Regions from separate parts of the Gossypium hirsutum genome. Here region 2 is linked to region 1. A link is a contact called in public Hi-C data. All regions are on one chromosome and are shown on one strand. Each heading gives the region's core, a stretch centred on a gene start, on an enhancer-like site or on the middle of the called end of the contact. The rest is flanking DNA. Distances are from core to core; before and after follow the strand shown. Region 1 holds the start of LOC107910331 (putative lipase YDL109C). Region 2 holds the start of LOC107910325 (growth-regulating factor 6).

Region 1 (2,601 bases), core at 52-2,551:
GTACAGAGTATCAAACTACAGAACAATAATATATCAACGGTAAGCGGCAGTTAGCAAAATTGGAAAATAATCTGAGTTGCAATCATGAATAATGAACCTTATTGAAGATAAATAAAATTGATAGCACACATACCTCCTCTGCTAATCTGTCGCCCATTACATCAACACCATCAAATGTCAACGTTGAAGAATTGCGCTCACTGCCTGCATTGCGCATTTAGTCATTAACCATTCAGTACTTATTTCACCATGAAATTCATCAACAATATCATTAACTCATTATCACGAATATTCATTTAGTGAATGGGTCTTGCGTTCACTTCACCAATTAATTAGGATGGTTATAATCCAGCAAAATATTAAATAAGAAAATAACACAATTTGATGAATAACAATCAAAATTTGAATCCTGGATCAGTCATTGGTGAGACTTATCTACTTATAACTTCGGATAGATCTAAAGTCTAACCCAGGTTAAATTAATTCAACAGCATTGGAGTATAAGACTCCAAATTACTTAGCAGACTACTTATGAAATTATATTAGAGATTAATTATGAAACAGTTCAAAAAAAATAACTTTGTAAGAAGAAAAGGGTGAGATGAGTAAATCATTAACTTGAAACTAATTAGCATTTAGCATAATCACAGTTAATACATACAAAAAAAAAATGGAGTACCGAAGTACTCACAATGAACAATAACATTCTCAGGATACTTCTTTAAAAGCTGCTTCGCTGCAAATCTCCAATTCTGAGCACTGCAAAGATACCAATCCAAAAATCAATCAAGCAGTTCGAAACACATAAATAACATTAATAAAAAAAACGATTAAAACCGAGATTAACCTGCCAATGATGCCATTAACCATGATAACTAGATGAGTAGGATTGTTACGCTCTCCCTGAAACTGGACTTCCATATCGACACCTCCGTTCTCGTGGGATTTCGTTCTCAAGCATCCAAATCTCGGGAAACTCAATGATCTCCTATTCTTTTTTGTCTTCATCTTCTTCTTTTTCTCCTGCTGATTCAGTATCTTATTACTAGTAATATTGTCTTCCCTAACCTTGATCTCTTCAGCAACATCAACTTCCTTTCCGGTACTCCTCTACAATCTCCCTCCATATCCGCCATTTTGAAGCTTAAAAACAGAGCTAAGGTAATAAGAAACGATCTTAAAGTGTTGTATTAAGCTAGATTTTTGCGTTGGGTTTTGATAATGAGAAAAATGGAGGGAGTCAAAATACGCTAGCCAGGATTTAAAGAAGTGAAGAGGGGGGCAATGAAGATGGTGAGGGCGGGCGGTTTTTGTAGTTACGGGTTTGTTAGCTAAATGGGGCGACCCGCTGGTCCCCTCTCTTTCATTTTAAGCCATTGCCCTTGATTTTATGGTTTTATTACGGGATAAATTTGTTTCCATCGGCTGATGGGTTGAGGATAAAATCGTCATCCTCTAAGTATATTTGTTTTTGTGCTTCAATCATGATTTTTTCTTCTAAAAGCAGACAGAGAAATTGACAGGTTTAATCTTCGGAAACTTTTGTCTTCAAATTTTAGAGCCTCGTTTCTTTCAACTCGGATGGCTATTTTTTAATTACCAAATTTATTTTAATTTTTACTCCATATTTGCTTTTGATAATTGAAAAAGGGGAATAAGTTTATTTAGAATTGAATTCAATTTTTATAAATGATTTTGTCACTGAACCAAGAGATTATTGACAAGAATCAATTAATATTGAGATACCTATCCGAAGCAATACAAATAATCGATTGACTTGTGAGTCAATTAAATTTTATTAATTAAAGTTTATAATTTTTTAAATTTTTATAAATTTTTAATAATTTATTTAATTAAAACTAATCGTTTTGATAATTGACTGTTTTTATTTATAACCCTTCGCTCAAATTAAGTTAAAGTTCAATTGTATTATATTATTATTTTGATGTATTACACTTGTATTTAAAATATCATATATTTTTTTATTGGATGATTTATTAAAAAGTCTAAGCTTGCTTGAACTAGACCAGGTTGAACGGTTGGATTGAGAACCAATCGAGATATCAATTTGGAGAGGGATTTTCAATCGTTGACTCAAAAATCAATGCGAACCGAATAAAAAAAACGATTGAATTGAATTTTTAATATCTTATTTTATAATTTTATAATAATTTATTTTTATTGAACCGATTGCAACAATTAAATCATGAACCAGTAACGTGATTAATTTGAGTACCAATTCAATTTTAAAAATTTTGTAAAAATCAAAATTAATAACTTAAATACAAATCATTTACTTGGATAAACTATTATATTAATAATTCGTATTAAAAAATAACATATTTTTATAATTAGAATAATGCTATGTTTTAACTAACTTTTTATACATATATCTTTGTGGCATAAGAATATTAAATACCAAAAGCATGGAAGCACCAACTTCTGTTTTCAAATGGCATACATGTGAATATGGTATTATATGCTATGTTCTAACTTTAAATTAGGTTGGAAATGATACAATACCAAATAATATTATTCTTCAAGCCAGGCAATTAATATATATTTTGTGCAAGTCTGTACTAATGGAACATACATTCATAT
Region 2 (2,601 bases), core at 27-2,526, 370 kb after region 1:
TTGAATGAAGCAGCAAAAGTTTTGCTCAAAAATTATTGAAGACAATGAATTTGAAGTTGTCCTAGGAAGAATAAGACCTAGGAATATGCCTTAATGAATGTTATTTAGTATTGAGTTTACGTAAGGAGAGAAAGTTATTTATTTGTTAAGAATGAATGGTATGAAACTGTAATTTCATATTATCCTTATTCCTTTTCAATAAGAGAATGATAAATTAAATTTTTTTTTCTCTTAATTTTTAACTTTTTCCTTCTAAAAAATACTTGAAAACATATTTCTTTTACCAACTTACAATATTATTGAAATAATACATTTTTAATACACTAATTTTAATCCTTATCTTATTTTAAACATAATAACTTTCAAAAGAATAACTTATTTATACTTAAATCAACATTCACAAATGGTTAGATATTGGTTTTTTTAATTCAAATTCAAAAGAAAATTTATTTGAATAGGAAATAAATAAAATAACATTATTCATTTGGTATTTGAATGTGTTAAATATGTGAATTGATTAAGTAATTTTTTTGAAATATTTAGAAGATAATATAAATTTAAATTAAAAAAAGAATTCAAATAATTACCATTTAAAAATAGAAAATCTATGGATTGGTGTTTGATTTCAAGCATTTCCATGAGAGAGATTGTTATAAATTAAAGGGGGTTTCGGAAAGAGTAGATTTTCCTCTTTGGTGTCTGTCACGTGACAATGCATCCTTGTCACATGACTTCATGGAGCTCACCACTTCTCTTGGTCTTCTTTTAAGCTTAACTTTGAGATAAGAATAAAAATATATTATTAATAAAAAGAAACCGTTAGCTAGCAGACTTTGCAAGGCAAGGCAAGGCAACCAATTAGGTTTTTTTTAGTTGCAAGATAAGAATATTTAAAAATAATTAAATTGATTAGTGTAATTTTATTATTATATCTACTATTTTTTCACATAATATCTACAATTACTTATAATCACTTTTCAACCTATAAATAGGAGGATAATAGGCTGCAATGCACTCGAACTCACATCCTCCTACATTGCCAATAATATCATGTCAATTGAATTAAGATTTATTTGATATAGTAATAATAATATTAAAATAATATGAATAGTGTTTGGATTTAAACTATGAAAATAGTCCTATTAAATATATAATTTTTTTTTGAAAATAACTGCAGATTGGGCTTTATTAATAAATTCAAAAATACAAAACAAATTGCCTATATAAGACCAGACCCGATTGTAAGTTTTGGCCCAGCTTCAGAATAAACAAAGCAATAATAATACTATGGACGTCAAAACAGATCTTAATTCAACCTAAGGACAGCATAAAAAGCAGAGATGGAAGTTTATGGAATCCATTAATGCTACTGTTGTTTTTGCCCAATCAACAAAATGACTTTTCATCGCCTTGTCACTTCAGCTTCCTTTTCTTCTTCAAGATGCATACACACTCCTGAGAGAACATTAATTTCAACTTTTCCTTACCAGCCCTCATTTAGATTACCCCATTTCATCTTCTACCTTCCTGATCAATCCGACTCTCCCTCTCTATCCCTTTCTTCTTGATCTTCTGCATATTCAGGGACTCCCCCAACCAAGGTACACTGTTACTTTATCCTTCATCGTTTCTTTTGCTACCGTATGCGCAAGACTGTTAACTGTTCTTGGGACATATTCAAATCTGCATTCATTGAGTTTTGATAGTAGCTTATGAATATCGCTAATGTAAGCACATACCTGTGATTTATCTGGGATACTTGACTTGCACTTTTTTATTATCGGTAATGAGTCTCCTTCGATAATGATTTTTTCCCATTTCCTTTCTATGTCGATTTTGGTCACTTTCCGGCACGCGAGCGCCTCGGCCGCAAAGGCTGATGTCACTTGTTGATAGATCTTCGAGCATGATAAAAGAACCTTGCCTTCATTGTCTCTAGCCACAATCCCCACAGTCGCTTGATTATACTTTCCATCGTAGGCTGCATCAAAGTTGATCTTCATGAACTGGTCAGGTGGCTTCCTCCACTTTCTAATAATTATAGAAGATTGTGACTTCTTTTTTGTCGATCTCGTTCAACTCTGATATATAGCTATTAACAAATATGCCTAATGCTTTTCCAGATTTACTCACTTTTTTGTGCACTCAGTCATTTCTATCTCCCCAAATTGCCCATAATGCACAGTAGAATATCCTACATTGTGATGCTGAGTTCTTCGCAAATACCCAGGTTAGCCACTGTATAAACTCCAACTGACTTTCTTGCAAAAAAACTTTGCATGGTAATTCCCTCCATACTGAAATTGAAATAGGGCATTCACAGAAAAGATGGTCCATGTTCTCTGATCCAACTCCACAGCGTGGACATATTGTTATGTTTGTTAGCTTTTTTTGAAGCATATTAACTCGTATAGCTAGGAAATTCCATGATATCTTCCAAATTGTAATTTTGATTTTTGAAGGAAGGTTCAGGAGCCATAATTTTTTGTAAAATTCCTTATAGTCATCTTGTAAAGCGTAAGCTCTAGGATCATCTTCAATACTCTGTAATAGTTTATAGGCTCTTCGCACTGTGAATTCGCCCGACGCCTCTACACTCCA

The links. Hi-C and Micro-C count contacts between places; a contact is called where the count stands out from the background.
Region 2: a contact with region 1 is called in a Hi-C map of leaf, with 1.7 times the contacts expected there. The contact joins the promoter of LOC107910325 here to the promoter of LOC107910331 in region 1. A contact is called at or near these places in 7 of 34 Hi-C or Micro-C datasets (all in leaf).

The regions. Positions count from the first base shown.
Region 1 is chrD02:16,502,464-16,505,064 of Gossypium_hirsutum_v2.1, forward strand. It overlaps LOC107910331 (putative lipase YDL109C), which reads right to left and starts at 1,302. Exons shown (of 11, transcript XM_016838154.2): 1 at 848-1,302; 2 at 692-759; 3 at 134-204. The coding sequence starts at 1,008.
Region 2 is chrD02:16,875,246-16,877,846 of Gossypium_hirsutum_v2.1, forward strand. LOC107910325 (growth-regulating factor 6) reads left to right here and starts at 1,277. Exons shown (of 7, transcript XM_016838141.2): 1 at 1,277-2,014; 2 at 2,124-2,230; 3 at 2,324-2,601.